Linked DNA regions of Danio rerio: region 2 is linked to region 1. A link is a contact called in public Hi-C data. All regions are on one chromosome and are shown on one strand. The core of a region is the stretch at or near the end of the contact, and the rest is flanking DNA. Distances in the headings are between cores, read along the strand shown.

Region 1 (4,842 bases), core at 1,312-3,811:
ACTGTCAACCACCAGATCCTGCTATCTACGCTTGAGTCACTGGGCGTTGCGGGCACTGTTATACAATGGTTCAGATCTTACCTCTCTGACAGGTCATTCAGGGTGTCTTGGAGGGGAGAGGTGTCCAACCTACAGCATCTAAACACTGGGGTACCTCAAGGCTCTGTTCTTGGGCCACTTCTCTTCTCCATCTACACATCATCTCTAGGACCAGTCATCCAGAGACATGGATTCTCCTACCACTGCTATGCTGATGACACCCAGCTATACCTCTCTTTTTTTAATCCTGATGATCCCTCGGTTCCAGCTCGTATCTCAGCCTGCCTGTTGGATATTTCACACTGGATGAAAGATCATCATCTTCAGCTGAACCTCGCAAAAACGGAAATGCTTGTAGTTTCTGCCAACCCGACTCTACACCATAACTTTTCAATCCAGATGGATGGGGCAACCATTACTGCATCCAAAATGGTGAAAAGCCTTGGAGTAACGATTGATGACCAACTAAACTTCTCTGACCACATTTCTAGAACTGCTCGATCGTGCAGATTTGCACTCTATAACATCAGAAAGATCCGACCCTTCTTATCTGAACATGCAGCTCAACTCCTTGTTCAAGCTCTTGTTCTCTCCAAACTGGATTACTGCAACTCTCTACTAGCTGGGCTTCCAGCTAACTCTATCAAGCCTCTTCAACTGCTCCAGAATGCAGCAGCATGAGTTGTCTTCAATGAACCTAAACGAGCACATGTCACTCCGCTGCTAGTCCGTTTGCACTGGCTGCCAGTTGCTGCTCACATCAAATTCAAAACTCTGATGTTTGCCTACAAAGTGACTTCTGGCCTAGCACCTTCTTATCTGCACTCACTTCTGCAGATCTATGTGCCCTCCAGAAACTTGCGTTCTGTGAATGAACGTCGCCTCGTGGTTCCATCCCAAAGAGGGAAAAAATCACTTTCGCGAACGCTCACGCTCAATCTGCCCAGTTGGTGGAATGAACTCCCTAACTGCATCAGAACAGCAGAGTCACTCGCTATTTTCAAGAAACGACTAAAAACTCAACTATTTAGTCTCCACTTCACTTCCTAATCTGCAATTGCCTCTTTGAATATCACACTAATTGTACAAAAAAAAAAAAAAAAAAAAAAAAAAAAAAACTACTAACACTTCCCTTCTTAGACTTTACAGACCTGAAACTTGCCTTTAGTACTTATTCATTGTTGCTCTTAGTTGTGTAAATTGCTTCCTTGTCCTCATTTGTAAGTCGCTTTGGATAAAAGCGTCTGCTAAATGACTAAATGTAAATGTAATGTAATGTAAAATGTGAATCAAAAACACATACTTGATTCACAAACAAATTACTCCCGAAAGTACATTCAAAATATGAACAGCAAAGTATTATGCTAAAAAGCAGATCTTTTCTTGTTAATTTAAAACATACAGCTTGCCAAATGATTCATTAACAAATTGATTTTACAAACTAAAATTTTTTAGTGAGTCAAAAACATACAATGAGTTCAGTCTGATGACTCTTGCAAGACTTATTTGACTGATCTGTCCTTTTTATTAAGTGTTAACAAGGGTGTCTGATTCATTGACAAATGTCCAAAATTACTCAGTCCTTAATCAAGTTTTTTTTAGTCGATCAAAAATGATCAGTGCAGTCTGATTCCCAAATTAAATAAGGATAGTCTTTTTTTACACATACAAAAACATTTAATGTGATCGAAGCAGTCTGATCTGTGAATGAAATACTCTTACAAACCTGTCCTTTTGAATGATTCAGATGCATCAGATGAATCATTCAAATCTGATTTGAATGATTTGAATGATTCATTCAAATATACTATACTGTATAGTCCAGGGTCACTAAAGACCTGAACATGTAAAAATAATTCTCGAAATATTCATGCATTTATGTAAATATTAAATGAAGAATGGCCATATTTTTGCATTATTTTATAATTATTAAACAGACTTGTTTAAATTATTCCGCTTATGATTGCCACACCTAAAGAAATTGTTCATTGCTATAGGAAAGCTGTATTTCTGGACATTAATAAAAAAAGAGCCATACATTACAATTAGCATAATTAGACTTTCTTTAAGATAATTTTTAATAAAATAAATTTCTTTTAAGATTATTTTAGTTTTAGCAGAAATTAGTGAATGTTTAGAAATGTGTTGAAAAAAATCTTCTTTCTTTAAACAGAAATTGGGGAAAAATATTCAGGGATGCTAATAATTCTGACTTCAGCTGTAAATGGCCATTGCTGATGTAAAAGTAAATCTCAACATCCACCTGTTCATTTGTAAATATAAGCACAACCTAAATAGATGTCATAAGTGTTGCAGTAAAGCTGTGAAAATGCTCTCCCTGGACTGTGAGAAGTCACCAGTGAGATGTGCCAGGTTCTAATGAAGCACTAATGAGTATGAAAGCGTGACCTGACTGCAGTGCTGCTTACCGGCCGTGTGACACTAAGCGTATCCCAACCTGCTCCGCTCTGAATGCGCGCCCGCGATCTCTCTAATCCCAAGTGGCAAATGCCAGGGATTAAAGCTCCAGTCTGAACGGGGCTGAGGGAGGAGCTGAGACACTGGGATTAAAGTGTCTGTGTGCGTGAGGCTGGCCTTTGTCTCCGAATCAGAGCTCGTTTTGCTAGATTTCTCCCCAAAAGGGTTTCAGTCTGGATGGCCGTAGACCGGAGTGTGGAGTGTGGATTACTATTCTATGTCAGAATGCTGGAGTCAACATATTAATGGATTTTTTTCTCCTGAATTGGAATAACAGTTCCTGACCTGGCTGTATTTCACAGTTACAGACATGGGAATGTTGCTTAGCTCAAAGGGAATTACTAGAAACTCGCACACCCCCAAAAGCTGACCCTGCTTTCCTCCCATCAGCCTCCAGCACTCCAATCTACGCCAACGTGGATCCTCCTGCCCGAGCGCCGCATACTGACAGGAGAGAAACAGCAGGGAAAGCTCCGCACTATACTGGCATCGGTCCTGTGGATGAGTCTGGGATTCCCATAGCAATACGGACGGTGAGCGACTGTCATTCAGGAGTCTTTTTCTTTTGTTTTATATTGATGCTGTGTTGTTTAGAATAGATAGAATTATTTGCTACTATATTATATATTATTGTTAAGCACACAAGTAGCAAAATACAAAATTAAGGTGTTTTATAAAAAAAATTTATAAAGTATTTTATTATTTTGATGTTTTTTATTTTTAATTTGTTGACTTTCACTGTAAAAATGAAGAATTCCACACAATTAATTTGTTTTGGGACTATGTGAAGGAATTAAGTAAACTTATTAGTTTTTACAGATGTTTGTGGAAGAAACAAAACAAGTTGTCCTCAAAAAACTAAAGTATTTCAGCTCATTTTAAATAAGTTTAACTTAAATAAGTAAATTTGCAAATAGCAACATCATTTTTTTGAGTGTGTGATTTTTTTATCTTGACATTTCTATTTCAATTTTATGCTCACAACTTGTACTATACGTATAAACGTATTTTACAGCATTCTGGTTATGGAAATAGCATGAAATGAAATAATTTGCCAGTTTAATTATCATATAGAATGCCTAATTTGACAAAACAGCAGCTTATTTGCACTGTGCAATAGTTATAATTTACTCATATAGATTGATAGAAACAGCAAAAAATGCTTCTCTTACATAGAGCTCTTGTTTTTTTTGTTTGTTTTTTTTGTCCCAATATCTGCATATATATCCCTATAGACCAATCAATTCAATGTGGTTATGTGAATGGACCATGAACGTTTCCTGCTTGTTATCAAACTATTTCATAACTGTAACAAAAGACAATTTAATCATAACTTATTATTAACACAGCTATCATAACATTATTTATCAATATGTGGGTCTTTTTGGATTTTTGGAAGCTGTAGAAATTAAAAATGTAAAACAGGAAATGCTTTGGGACCACTGTTTTTGTTTACATGCATTAAAAGGGTCTGTATATTCTAATTCCAAAGCGAAAATGAGAATTGCAGTGTTTAACGTACCCCATTGGCAGATTATTTTGCTTTGTTTAAGAGAAAACTCACTTAATTTTGAGATATTATTCCTGAAAACAAGATCTTTTACTTGTCTATAAAAAAGTTCTTGATTTTAGAATTTGTGGGTATTTTCATTAGAAACAAGACAAAAACTAAAACAATAAAAATAAGAAATGTAATTTTTGCTCTGAATAATTATTAAGTAATTTTATAAGTACCAAACATAAACAATGAACACATGGTAAAATGCCAAACTGTCACATTGGTAATTTATTTTAATGGACCATTAATTATTTAATTAACCATTATTTAATTATAAAAAATGGTTAGTTATTTACTAACATGAACAAACTATATATATATATATATATATATATATATATATATATATATATATATATATATATATATATATATATATATATATATATATATATATACTAATGGACCATTCTTCTAAAGTTACCATCACGTTTTATTATAATTGAACCTTATACAAATACCTAACGCTAAAGAAGACTTTGTACTGTAACTACCACTCATTTAACATGCAAGCAAAAGTATGACAAACATTATAAACTATAAAATTCATTTTGAGAAATGTTCGCCTCCTAACACTTTATTGGCAGTGGACACATTGTCGGAAGTGCATACCTATAAATGTTCATTCCAGAATTAATCTTCAATCGGTCTCTGGTCACACGGGACATGCTGTTTTGATTTGTGCGCTAAATTGCATTTTCCCACACAGAGCTTTATTTAGCCTTGGGGAAACAGGCAGCTGCGCTCAGCATCATTGATGGACCAGC
Region 2 (5,230 bases), core at 489-2,988, 67 kb before region 1:
TTTTTGTAAATCAATCAAACGTAAATGACAACACTGCAACAGTGGATCATGCAATATTGCAATGGGTTAGCTACTGTTGCTAGCAAGGTCAGCTGTTAACTTTTAAGTTGTAACAATAACAACATGAATGCTAGTAATATAATGTTGATTAGTTGTATGTTAGAGACATTTGAATTATGAATAAAATTTAGTTTTAATGCCAATACTATTTTTGAATAGATATGAATACAGGGAACAGTTTATTAGCGAGCACTAGCATGTTCTATGGTACGTTATGTGAAAGAAGAGGACAGAACTGGTTCTTCCTGCAGATCAAAGTGAGAATGAGATGGGTTTTATTGACCATGAGAATGTTGCAGACTGGACATTTAATAAGAGCAGTGATGCAGACAGTTCAAGTAAGTTAGCTCTGAGGCAGATGTGAAAGGCGTATTAAAGTATATAGTATAATATATAAATATTGTTAGCTGGTAGCTACATCATTCTGATGCATCTGGATATACTAGACTTTTTTACTGGAGAAAATATTGGTATTTACTGTATGTTGTAATCAAGATAAAACTATATGTATATTTTTTTCAATAATATTCAGCAAAAAAGAATGGAATAAATGAAAGCTGTTGGAATATCAGTTGTTGTAAACTATGTAAGTTCTGTGTTAAATCTTATAATGCTGCAACACCAATTCAATCATTTTAAACAACAAAATTATTGATTCTAAGGAAAATTATAAATTAAATATAAATTTAAAAAGAATGGAGAGTGTTACATCCACCGTTTGATGTTGTTGCTATATGGCAACATATCATAAAGTACCTTAAAAAAAATAATGTATATATTTTTTTATCAGCACTTCAAGTTAAGGCATTTTATTAAAGGAAAAACAGTCACAAAATTTTTTATATATCTATCATAATGTGTGCCGTAATTGCTTCTTTATATATTGAGTTAACAGGCTTCAATGTAGTTAAAGAGGCTTGTAATGCAATATGACAAGTGAGAGAACATCATTGTGTGCATGTATAATTTATGTTAAACATCTTCAGTTTAGCCTTGGCTTAACCTTCTCCTTTTTAACATGACAATCATATTTTAAATTAATGTCTAGAGTTATGCCAAGATACTTAAATTCATTCACTTCTTCAATAACTTCATTTTTAATCAGCACCTCAAATTACAAGCTTTGTTTACTATCCTAACACATTTAGCTTTCTGTTATTCTAATTAGATCGTAAAATACTGCTACAGCAACATAATCTCTTTAAGAACAATTCACAGCTGTTGCTTGTTTCCTTCCTGCCTTATACTTCAAGAATATCCCTTTCTCACTCCACATCTAGTGCGGTAAATCACCCCTAAATAACATTTCCAGGTCATTACAAGCTTTAACCTCAGTTAAACTACCCCACATTGTGTGAATCACCTCATCCAGGTCTTCAAACCAAAAATACACAACACCAGAAATAACTCTCCAGGATAGCCGAGCCGATAGTTATATACAAAAGTGTCCAAAGCAAAGGGCGAGTAAAATGGATTACAGCCTCCTGCAGCCACTGAGCAGCTCAACACCGGCTCTAATAACCTGTCCACATATATATATTCAGTCATTCCCATCTGCTTTGACTTAATGCCTATTATCCAGCCTCCTCCACAGCCTCTGAGCTCTGATTGGTCCGTTTACCTGCTAAGCCAAGGCAGATTATAGTATTTGTAAAACGTGAGGCACAAAGAGCACTTGTTCCATTGCTAGAAAGCCATGCATGAGTGTGTGTGTTTTCTCTGACTGAAGATGTAACTCGGGTCTATGTAAATCTATACCTCTGAGAGCAGGTTGATCATCACAGAGGGTCTCCATCCTGTCAAGCACAACAGCAGGGGGAGAGTGGAAGAAAAAAAGAACACGAGCAGAGGATTTGGAGTGGATAGCGAGCACTGGAGTCTGGAGGGAAACAAGAACTGACTGACATACATGTTTTGGATAACAGCTGAGGATGATATGATCTCTCATGTGGAGGACGCAGAGGTCGGCAAGCTTATCAATGAGCTCCTGTCTGTGAAAGTAGCAAGAAACTTCTCCAGTGCCAAGCAAAGCCGAAATGCCTTCATTTAAAGGTAACAAGTCTGTATTTTTTGTGAGCAACATTGTTTTATGTTTATATTAAATGGGGTGAAGATAGAGGAATTAATGTTATTGTAATATTTGGCATCTTGTTAAAGTTTTTACTTTGAATTTGTATGCCAATACCTACAATGTTATGGTGCTTTAACTATTATTAAGTAAATAGTTTCACAGATATTTGCAATGCTTAATCAGTTTCTTTTTGAAAAAACAACAACAACATTATTTATTCATTTTTGGCCCACATTTATTTTCCAACTTAAAAATGATTATTAGATTGACTGGCAGTTTTCTGCAAATACCTCATCAACATTATAACCATTTAGACATTTTGACTATATATATATATATATATATATATATATATATATATATATATATATATATATATATATATATATATATATATATATATATATATATATATATATATATAAAGGATATATATATATATATCCTTTAAAAGGCATTTAAATATTAGTATGTCTTCTTATATAAGTTCAAGCAAAAATATTAGTTCAGCTTAGATATTTTTTGCTCTTCCAGAATTTTATTAATTGTCAATTTTAGTGTGGCTCAAAAATGACAATGGGTTGTCAAGCATCAAAATAAAAGTGTAACAATGCTTAAATTGTTACATTAGAATCTGCACTATATTTTTTCATAAATAAAATCCACGGGATGCATAAGACACCCACTTATTAAAATGAAATTTAGTGTAAAAAAAAAGTTTATATTCATATTTAGATCAAGAATCATTTGATGACAAAAACTGCGCAGTGCAGCACCAAAATTTGTTTTAAAGCTTTATACATTTTCACTTTCCTTCCTACAGATTGGTTTTACACATTTACCAGTAAGACGTTTGTATAAATTTAAAACATAAATTTTAAAACTGCTTTTATGTTTTTATTTTAAACATAAAACTGCTATCCTTTATCGATTTTAATTTCATGTCAAAATAAGTACTGTAGGTTGTTTTATTTTTTCATAACGTATTTGCACACAGAACGACAATGAAGCCTTATTTTGCTCATTTCAGGCCCGTAGCCAGCCTGGTGTAAAGGCTTTTTTCTCAGAAAGTTGACTTTTTTGCAGTTATTCATATCATTTTGTATGTAATAATGAGGTCTAAATACTCTACTTAGTAACATCTTAGTAATGTTTTTGGTGCTTTGCACCTTTCTATTGATCTTTTTTTTCTTTCAAGAATAAAGTCCAAGATTTAGGTAAAGTTACTTGTAAAATGTTTTCTTTATTTAACAACAACACAGTAGGTCAACAGTGAAAGTTGACTTCACTTGCATCAGATTTTGCATGGTCTTAAAGCCTTTAATGGGTTATTTTCACAATTGATGATGGCATAGCAGTCAAAATAGGACAAATGAGCTCATGTATGGGACAAATTCTAGACCTTTATCAGTGGGAGGGGGTGGGTCTTTCGAATTTTGTAAGTTCATGCTGGCATCAAAATGACATCTTTAATCAATGCACAAACGTGAAATAAAGTTACTGATTCTTTATTATAATAATATTTATAATAGAGTTGCATTTATCCCATTTTTAATGAGCAAAAAAATGTAAAGATGATTCCATGTCTTAGGGTAAGACAAACTTTGACAAAATAAAATACACAATTTATGCTTTTTGATATTCATTTGACCAATAATTGATATTCATTCATTTTCTTTTCGGCTTAGTCCATTTATTAGTCCGAGGTTTCCACAGCAGAATGAACCGCCAACTTACCCAGAATATGTTTAGCGTAGCGGATGCCATTTCTGCAACCTATCTCTGGGAAACACCCTTGCATGGGCTCGAACCAGTGACCTTGCTGTGATGCGTTTGTGCTACCCACTGTGCCACCATGCTGCCCCAATAATTAATATGTAAAATGATATGCTGACACTTTATTTTGATGCTCCCCAACATTTTTCTTAATTTTGTTGCCCTGCAAATAAATTAACTTATTCCTTGAACAATCTGTTAATACTCTAATTAAAGGAGTTTGTTTTCTTGATGTTATTTAGTCAACAGAAAATCTAAAGTGGACCTTCAAAATAAAGTGTAATTGTTTCTTTCCATCCCTTCCAGTTCTAAGATTACAGTGTTTGCTTTAAAATGCAAAGTCTATGATGTTTGCTGTGTCTTATAATAGAGGCTCTGTGCGGCATTTGGTTTCACAGTACTGTATGTTACTTAGGCCAATAAGACAAATCTTTGTTAAAATGTCCATGAGGTGACAAAATCAGACAACCTTCACAGGGTATATTTCTAGGCCTCTGACCCTCAGCTGATCCGGATTTTAGCCCCTAAGACCAGGCCACACGTTTGGTGCCAGGACCTGCTGCTAACAAAGTCAAGCGGAGGTTACTGTCATTTAGGACAGCATTACTCTGTAACTGTATCTTGAACACTGATGCAGTAGTTTAGAGGCTCAAAATGTTGTAATCGGCATTAAGTAATCTGTGTCACATTTTATTTATATGTTGAATAGTTTTATGCCTATTTAGTTTTCTTTTTGTGTGTGTTAGTTTCAGTTAAACATGTTGAACTAAATGAAAATGAGAAAGATTGACTGGCAATAACTTGAAAGAATAAGTTTATAAGAATAAGTTTGTTGTATTATATTATATTATATTATATTATATTATATTATATTATATTATATTATATTATATTATATTATATTATATTATATTATATTAAGGGTAAGCGTTTTATTTTATTATATATATATATATATATATATATATATATATATATATATATATATATATATATATATATATATAATTTTATTATTGTCAATTTTTTTTTTTTTGAAGTGATCCTTTTAAGGTTGTCATTTTAGTCAATTATTACTGTTATAGCTCTATTATACTCAGGTAGATTTGACTTCACAGTGTGACATGATGAGACTGAGGAGCAATCCAATAACCTGATAAACCTGCTGTGCTGATTAACTCTTACACAACAGCATTGAGACAGTAGGGTCCAAAAGTTTGAGACCATAGTGAAAATGTCACACTAATCATGTTTTGTCCAGACAGTCAGAATGATTTGCTTCCATTGAAGCTCACACTAAAAAATACATTCTTCTGAAATTTT

Evidence for each region. Hi-C and Micro-C count contacts between places; a contact is called where the count stands out from the background.
Region 2: a Hi-C map of embryo shows a contact between it and region 1, with 2.5 times the contacts expected there. The contact joins the promoter of sorbs2b here to the enhancer-like site in region 1. A contact is called at or near these places in 8 of 18 Hi-C or Micro-C datasets (caudal fin, embryo, fibroblasts and 2 more) and 2 of 4 datasets of contacts at active chromatin or transcription factors (caudal fin and embryo).

What each region holds. Positions count from the first base shown.
Region 1 is chr14:34,326,635-34,331,476 of GRCz12tu, reverse strand. sorbs2b (sorbin and SH3 domain containing 2b) reads left to right here. Exons shown (of 21, transcript XM_073921970.1): 7 at 2,908-3,050. LOC141377531 reads left to right here. Exons shown (of 2, transcript XM_073921971.1): 2 at 1-1,702. The coding sequence ends at 720. Among named protein-coding and RNA genes, the nearest start is that of pdlim3b, 42 kb to the right of the region's middle. Within about 2 kb of position 2,561, at least 8 of the 62 cell types and tissues checked have an H3K27ac peak or open chromatin away from gene starts, as enhancers often do.
Region 2 is chr14:34,392,474-34,397,703 of GRCz12tu, reverse strand. sorbs2b (sorbin and SH3 domain containing 2b) reads left to right here and starts at 1,738. Exons shown (of 21, transcript XM_073921970.1): 1 at 1,738-2,112.